Regions from separate parts of the Sus scrofa genome. Here all the other regions are linked to region 3. A link is a contact called in public Hi-C data. All regions are on one chromosome and are shown on one strand. Each heading gives the region's core, a stretch centred on a gene start, on an enhancer-like site or on the middle of the called end of the contact. The rest is flanking DNA. Distances are from core to core; before and after follow the strand shown.

Region 1 (2,700 bases), core at 20-2,519, 94 kb before region 3:
AGGGCTTGATAGACAAACTCCACAAGAGAGGACACCAAGAGCTGAAGAGCTTGGCACCTTGAGGCGGCTGCCAGACGCTAGGGCCCACAAGAAGGCCAGGTCTCCCACCCCAGCCACAAACAAGCCCCTGCTCCAGGCCTACAGCAGCTTCCAAGGTTAGGTTAGCAGGTAACCTGGCCTGCCCCTGCACATGAAATGCGCTCAGCCATCTGAGGAAGAACTAACTCTCCACCCTGGTCCTGAAGGGCCAGGGGCCATCTGTGGCCAGCTGTCTCTTGTCCATCACCTGGCCCCCACCATACAGGTTGCATGGGGAAGGGGCTCCACTCCAATCTCCAAGACTGAGCCCAATCTGCCTTCCCAATCCCCTCAGGTTCCCACAGGGGACGGCACCAGATCTTGCCCTCAGGTTTCCAAAAGGGAGAGATACATATTCCATCTCAGGTCTGCAAGGAGGGGTTCCTGTCCTTCTCCCAAGACCCAGGGTGTGAGAGCACAGGTGACAATTATGTAGGGACACTTGTCCCTTCAGGCAGCAGTGATGTGTGGGCATCTGCCACCCCTTAGATACCAATGATATGGAAGCACCTATCTCCCCTCCCAAGGTAACAGGGATGCTTGCAAGCAGCGCCAAGTTCACACATCTCAGTATCAGCCTGTCTCCCCTAGACCATGGCATAGCTCAGGGCATCTATCCACCTCAGGTAGCATTGATGTGAGAACACCTTTCCCCCCTCAGGTAACAATGATGTAGTGGCACCTGTTCCCTCCAGGTAGTAATGATGTAGAGGTCCCTGCCCCTACAAATAACAATGATATAGTAATAACCTGGTCCCCGCTTCAAGTAACAACGTTGTAGGGCCACCTGTACCCCTTCAGGTATCGATGATGTGGGGGTACCGGTCCCGCCCACGACGCCCGGAGCGTGGGGACACCTGTCCCCTCGGGCCGTGCCAAGCCCCGCCCCCGCCGCGCGGCGCCCCGCCCCCGTCCCGCGCCCCCCTTCCCGCTGCACGCGGACACGCGCCCCTTCCCTCCCTCTCCGGCCCTGAGGGGTCGGCGCGGGCAACCCCCTTACCCGTGCGGCCCGCGTCAGGCTCAGGTCCTTCATGACCTCCTCGAAAGCCGCCGTCTCCTCCGCTTGCTTCTGGTTATGCAGCGCGATCTTCTCGCTGAATTTCCGCGGATTGTTCGAAGTCGCCATCTTCTCGCCGCCGCCGCCGCCGCCGCCGCCGCCGCCGCCGCCTCCTCCTCCTCCTCCTCCTCCTCCACCACCTCCTCGCCCCCCCAATCGCGGGTGCCACCACGCAAGCGCCAGCCGGACCCGCGGGCGGCGGGCAGTGCGCAGGCGCGTCGGCGGGCGTGAGAGCGGCGCATGCGCTCGGAAGTAGCGCGCGTTGCGGGGGCGACAGCGCATGCGCGCGTCTCGGCTTTGCACTTGTGGGGGCACAGGGGAGGTGGGAGAGGGAGGGTGGGGATTTCGGCGCAGGCGCAGTGAGCCGCCTCCTGGCCCGCTGGACAGCAGCCGCCTGGCTGTTGAGAAAGGTCCGGGGACTGGCTGGAACCCCCAGTAGAGAGATTGCTGGACTCAACACCTTCCAAGTCATAAGGATGAAGCCAGCACCCACCCCAGGCAGCACTCGAGTATGAGCCTGGGCTCGGACCAGTTCATCTCGGAGACTGGTTTAGGGCGTTGCTCATCCAGGCATGCATTTATTCATTTGAGACCCTATATGTGCCAAGTATCCTGGAGAAAAGGCATGAGCAAGGCGACTTGGTCCCTGCCCTCATGGGATGCGCAGGTCGGGGAGGGGGGAAAACAACCCACCAACAAATGAACCTTTCAGATGGCGGTCAATGTAATATGAAAAATGAAACCATGGAATTCCCGTCGTGGCGCGGTGGAAACAAATTCGACAAGGAACCATGAGGTTGCGGGTTCGATCTCTGGCCTTGCTCAGTGGGTTAAGGGTCTGGCGTTGCGGTGAGCTGTGGTGTAGATTGCAGACGCGGCTTAGATCTGGCGTTGCCGTGGCTGTGGTGTAAGCCAGCGGCTACAGCTCCGATTAGACCCCTAGCCTGGGAACCTCCATATGCCGCGGGAAGCGGCCCTAGAAAAGACAAAAAAAAAAAAAATGAAATCACTGATGGGCCAGAAGAGTGATGTTGGAAAGGGAAACGCCTATGCCACCATGGTTCAGGGGATGCGATCAGTCCCCAGTCCAAAATCCCGATGTCTTTCCCTATGCTGATACCCTATCCAGTTCCTATTCTCTGGATCCTTAAGCTCAGAGAACTGGAACTACAGAGTCAGCCTCTTCTCGATGAACTTCTCCAGCCTGATCTTGCTCAAGGAAGCCGGTCTGCCATGGCGGGCTAAAGGACGGGTCCAGAAATCCCACCCAGACCAAGCTGTGAAAGGAATAGCAGAGTCTCCCCAATGACAGGAGAGTGACCTAGGGAAACCAGAGGGGTTCTGATACCTAGTTGTCCCTCCCCAACCACCAATATCAAAAGTTTAGGAGTTCCTCTTGTCGCTCAGCAGGTTAAGAACCCGACATAGAGTCCGTGAAGATGCAGGTTTGACCCCTGGCCTTGCTCAATGGGTTAAGGATCCAGCGTTGCTGTGGTTGTGGTGTAGGCTGGCAGCTGAAGCTCCGATTTGACCCCTGGCCTGGGAACTTCCATATGCCGCAGGTG
Region 2 (2,700 bases), core at 30-2,529, 84 kb after region 3:
CCCCACTCGGGCCTGGATTTGTCTCATCTAAGCTCCCACCTGCACTGTGGACAAAAGCCCCACAGATCAGGACTGCGGGCCTGACTTGTGTCAGATTTCACAGAGGGTTGATGGAAGGGCTCTGGCAGGGACTTGACGCACCCACAGCGGAACCAACACCCTGTCTCAAGCCCCAGACCTCAGAAGCGGATGTCGGAGGCCCCTCAGGTGCCCAGGACCATCCAAGACAGGACAAGCCTGTTTGCTTGCATCTGTGCACATAGACACCCAAGTCAGTTTGTGGAAGCTCCCTCTGCCTCCTATAACCAGGAGTAGGGGCATGCGTGCTTGCATGTGTGTGTGTGTGTATACTTATATGTTTTCCTGTTGAAGGTGAGTCATAGCAGGCAGTTCAGGTTTGATTTTTTTGGGGGGGGAGGCTGTTCCCACGACATTGGGAAATTCCTGGGCCAGGAAATAAACCTATGCCACAGCATGACCCAAGCCACTGCAGTGACAACACTGAATCCTTAACATGCTGTGCTGCAAGAGAACTCCTGGGTTTGATTTTTAGACAATGTGAGCTTCTCCATCTCTCTCTCTTTTTTTTTTTTTTTTTTTTTTTTTGGTCCGTGCATCTGCGACATGCAGAAGCTCTCGGGCCTGGAATCGAACCCAAGCCACAGCTCTGACAATGCCAAATCCTTAACTGCCAGACCACCAGGGAATGCCCTTTTTTTGATCCTAATAAAGAAATGTGTTTATGTTGAGATTAGGGTCTGTGTGGCTGGCCAGGGCCCTGGCATTGCTGCTCTGTGGGTCTCCACCACAAGCTTTGGCCTTGCCTACCACTGGGTGTGTCCTGGGTGAGCCCCTCCTCCTGAAATATACCAGAGGGTCAGAGTGGGTGGGCCTGGGCCAATGGGGCAGCCTTTCATCTGGGCAGCACTCATCCTGCTTCAAGGAGGTGGGGACAGGGATGACCATCAGCCCAAAGTCATCTGCAGTCCCAGGATGGCTGGTACAGACTGTCCATCTCCCCTAAGCTGGGCTCTTTCTGCCCTGAGCCACTCTGTGCCTCCTTGGCTCTCCCTGTGAATGTTGGGGATCTCTCCTTGAAGCAGGGACTGGCTGAGCATTGAGGTGGTCACACAGCATTTTGAGCCAGCCGTGAGGGCTAGGGCGGGGGAGCTGGACCCCTCTTTGTGGCCTAAACTGCTGCATCCTTGGTCTGACAGACAAGGCTCAGACAGGCTGAGCTGCCTGCATTCACATGTGACAGTTGGGCTCAGGGCAGGGGGGATTCGGCCCTGAGCCACATTCTGTCCAGTGCTGATGGAGTTCTCATGCTTTAGTGTTCCTCACGTTACCAAAGAGATGTGCTTGGTGGGCTGAGGTAATGCAACAGCGTGGGCGCAAGGCCTGGATGAGGCCTGCATGAGACCTGCTGCCCCCTGACCTTCAGTACTGCCCCTCCTGGTTGACCACTTGTGGCTCTGCCTTTTGTGTCTATTTAGCTGTGACAAGCTCCTGTGCTCACGCCCAGGGATTACTTTATGGCACGCCCGTCACCTCTGGTGACAAGGTTCTGGATGCAGGGGCTGGCAGCTGGAATGTGAGGTTTTCCTGTCTGTGTTTTTCAGCTGCCACTGGCCTTCACCCAGTGTTGGCAGAGGGCCAGAGGGTCAGCCTGGAATAAAACAGCCTGAGTGTCCTCCCTGTGCTGATCCCTGTACCTTGGCCAGGACTAGTGCTGTCTGTCTGCAGGCCAGGCCATCTGTTCTCCCTGGGTCCTGTGGCTTTGCCTAGCTAGGCTCCAGCGGTTATATAAACCATGGCACATGCATCCCATGTCACAGTTTACTGGGGGCAAGTGCTGCCCATCTCTGAGCTCCTCAGGGCCCAATGCCTGCCTAATTCACAGACACCCAAGACACTGGCCTGCAGGAGTTGGAGAGAGTGTGGCCAAGCGGGAGTGCCAGAGCAGCTGGACCTCTCAGCATGCCCTGCCCACGATTGATGCCTACTCATCTCATCTTCACCATTGTCCTGGGCCAGATATGCTTTATTTGGTGGGGAAACTGAGTCACAGCCCAGATCGAGGTGGGGTCCCTGCCTCTGGGTATGTCCTGAGTGCTTTGTGTTCCTTAGACTGTGATGCTATTGCTGCTTAGAAACCAGACATACAGAGTTCCCTTCGTGGCTTAGTGGAAACAAATCTGACTAGTATCCATGAGGACGTAGGTTTGATCCCTGGCCTCATTCAGTGGGTTAAGGATCCGGCGTTGCTGTGAGCTGTGGTGTAGGTCGCAGATGCGGCTCGGATTTGGTTGCTGTGGCTGTGGTGTAGGCTGGCAGTAGCAGCTCTGATTCCACCCCTAGCCTGGGAACCTCTATATGCCACAGGTGTGGCCCTGAAAAGACAAAAAAAAAAAAGCTAGACACAGGCCCACCACTCCCTTCCCCCAGCCACTGCATGGGAACCCAGGACCTGTCCTGTGGTGTGAACAGGTCCCAGGTCCCAGGAAAACAGAGGTGTGTTTCAAAGGAACACACCAGCACATCATCACTGTAAGGGGCATGCTGCAAGGATGAGCAGCTGGAGTCCTGTGCTGGCCCACAGGTCCCATCTGTGCTGTGGACCTATTGGTGATGTGTCCCCCTCTCCATGCAGCACATCTCCATCCCCCAGCCTGACTGCCCCACGGAGGCACGGACATT
Region 3 (2,700 bases), core at 133-2,632:
TGTGCCTTCTGGAGATGAACTGCCACACCTGATGAAACCCCCCTCCCCCGCCCCCAATAATCACCATGTTTATTTTGTTCTGACTGTGTGCCAGGTATGGACGCTCACAGCCTCCACATTTCCAAAGATCATATATAAAGAGGATACTTGGGCTCTCAAAGGACAGAGGCATGTGGCAGGAACCCCACAACTAGGCCTGGAGGGCAAAACATTTGGACCCCGGGAAATGGTTCTGCTTCAAAGTAAGGCTCTTTCCTGTCTCTGGCTCCCAGATGTGAGGGCTGAGAGATTCAATGCATACTCCCTCACCAGCTGCTTCTCACGGGAAGCCTTCCCTGACTAAGTATCGGTCTGACCCATATACAGGGTGAAAAATGATCCAGTATAGGCACTAGTCCCAGCTCCAAATATATTTATGGGGGAAACACGCAGAGAGGGAGGCTCCGTGACCTTAGGAAAGTCACCTCACCTCCTGGGTCCTTCTCATCCAGAAGCTAGGAATAACAAAGAATCAGAATCTCACAACACTATCTTTGGGTAATGAAACCAATAGTGATGAGACAGTGGACTGGTAGCAGGCAGTTTCTCCGAGGGGAGTGTTAAGAAAACCTAGGACTGGGCCAAGAATCACTATTCTAATGAGGGTCTCCCCAGTGCTTCCAAGAATACAAACGAACACTTGTAAAACACTTCATTTAATCCCTAATCACCCCTGAGAGGCAGATAGACTGACACTATCATTTCCGAAGGCAACCAAGGCTAGAGAGGTGGGCTCAGTTGCCCAAGGTCACACACCTAGGCAGAGAGACGCCGCGACTCCACCTAGATCATTTAACAGAATTTAACTGGGCTACCCCAGCTCTGCAAAACCCCCCAGTGCGGCGGGGCTCACAAAGCCCCTCAAGCCCCGCCCCTGTGAAGCCGGGAAACTGAGGCCTAAGCAGGGAAAAGCCCGGTTCTGGGTGATATAGCACAGCTTCAACATAGACGCCCCCAACTCTGGCGCCCCGGATCCGGATCCAGCCCACGGCGCCGTCCGCGCGTCCACTGCGCAGCCGGGGAAACTGAGGCCTGTGCGCAGGGTGTCCAGATGTTGCCAGCGGCGCGCCCCACCCCGCGACAGCCCGGGGACTGCTCCCGCCCGGCCCAGCTGCCCAGAAGCCCCTGCGTCCCCAGCCCCACCCTGAACTCGGCCCCGGCGTCGGTGGCAGCAGCACCTGCACATCTGGCGGCCTTGCTCGCGCTTCCGGGATGGCGCCAGTGCCGCCTCAACGTCATCACGTACCATGAGTGCTAGCGCGCGTGTCCGCAACGTGCCCGGGGCCGACTTGCGTGCGTGGAGGCGCGGCAGGAAGAGGTGGGACTTAGACGCAGTTACTGTTTGCGGGGAGGGGGTTCATAACAAATAGCCAATCAAGCAGTCCCTCGCGCGCCTGCGTAGTTTCCAAAACCCTGCTCCTTGGCAGCCCGGAAGGGCGGGGGGAGGGGTGGAGAGAGAGGCTGAAAACACGCCCAGTTTTGTAAGTGGTAAGACAGAGATCCGAGAGTGGCGGGCATTCCCACAAGGGCATATAGTGCTCTAGTGGCCTGTGGTCGACCCAGACCCACGTGTTATGTTTTCCAGGCTGGGAATCAGACTCATTCCGCTTCAAAAATCCCTGCTCTGCTTTTGGTGACCTTTTTCTGGCCAGGCTAGGGGTCAAATCAGAGCTGCCGCTACCAGCCTATGCCACAGCCACAGCCAAGCAGGATCCGAGCCACATCTGCAACCTACACCACAGCTCATGGCTACACCGGATCCTTAACCCACTGAGCCATGCCGGGGATCAAACCTGCAACCTTGTGGTTCGTAGTCGGATTCTTTAACCACTGAGCCGCAACGGGAACTCCGGATTAATTATCCTTAGTTATTGAGGCCTTGTGATATGTGTTACATATTATATATCTTATTTTTCTGGTCCTCAGTTTAACTGTGAGTCCAGGTGAACACAGGATCTGCCTCTTAAGGTTACCAAGAGCTTGGGAGAAATACACATGCTCCTGGGCACACGGAAGTCTCTTTGAGAGCCCTGGAATTGGACATATCTGAGTTCAAATTCCAGTTCTATCAAATCCTGGTTGGGGGGGCCTGGTGCAAGTGGCTTAACTTTATGAGATCATGCAGGTAAATCTCTTGCAACAAAAGACTTGGTCCAATGCAAGCCCTCAATAAACTAGGGGTAAACTGTATTATCACTGCCATGCTCTCCTTCCTTCATTCATTGAATAGTTAATGATGACTAGGATTCTTATTTATAAGGCCAGGATTCCAGGATTTCTATATATTCTTATAGTTGAATCAATAGTTTTTGTTTTGTGGGTTTTTTTTCAGCTGCCCTGCAGCATACAGAGTTCCCAAGACAGGGATCAAATCCAATCTGCAGTTGCAACCCAAGCCATAGCTTTGGCAACACTGGATCCTTATCAAACCTGCATCCCAGAGCTCCCAAAACGCTGCTGATGCTGTGGTGCCACAGTGGGAACTTGAAACCAATAGTTTGTTTTGTTTTTTGTTTTTTTGGGTTGTTTTTTGTTTGTTTGTTTTTGCTTTTTAGGGCTGCACTTGCAGCATATGGAAGTTCCCAGGCTAGGGGTCCAATCAGAGCTACAGCTGCCAGCCTACACCACAGCCACAGCAACGTCAGATCCAAGCCGCATCTA

The links. Hi-C and Micro-C count contacts between places; a contact is called where the count stands out from the background.
Region 1: a contact with region 3 is called in a Hi-C map of liver, with 3 times the contacts expected there. The contact joins the promoter of CRTC1 here to the promoter of KXD1 in region 3. A contact is called at or near these places in 2 of 47 Hi-C or Micro-C datasets (epiblast stem cells and liver).
Region 2: a contact with region 3 is called in a Hi-C map of skeletal muscle, with 6 times the contacts expected there. The contact joins the enhancer-like site here to the promoter of KXD1 in region 3. A contact is called at or near these places in 1 of 5 promoter capture datasets (fetal liver), 13 of 47 Hi-C or Micro-C datasets (alveolar macrophages, embryonic fibroblasts, fetal skeletal muscle and 7 more) and 2 of 2 datasets of contacts at active chromatin or transcription factors (alveolar macrophages and skeletal muscle).

The regions. Positions count from the first base shown.
Region 1 is chr2:59,155,927-59,158,626 of Sscrofa11.1, forward strand. It overlaps CRTC1 (CREB-regulated transcription coactivator 1), which reads right to left and starts at 1,270. Exons shown (of 17, transcript XM_003123525.4): 1 at 1,079-1,270. The coding sequence starts at 1,204.
Region 2 is chr2:59,333,867-59,336,566 of Sscrofa11.1, forward strand. It overlaps ELL (RNA polymerase II elongation factor ELL), which reads left to right. Exons shown (of 13, transcript XM_021083507.1): 4 at 2,654-2,700. Among named protein-coding and RNA genes, the nearest start is that of ISYNA1, 28 kb to the right of the region's middle. Within about 2 kb of position 1,280, at least 13 of the 83 cell types and tissues checked have an H3K27ac peak or open chromatin away from gene starts, as enhancers often do. A contact at or near this core is called in fetal liver, omental adipose tissue and skeletal muscle, where this site is marked.
Region 3 is chr2:59,249,511-59,252,210 of Sscrofa11.1, forward strand. It overlaps KXD1 (kxDL motif-containing protein 1), which reads right to left and starts at 1,383. Exons shown (of 5, transcript XM_013991423.2): 1 at 1,286-1,383. The coding sequence starts at 1,288.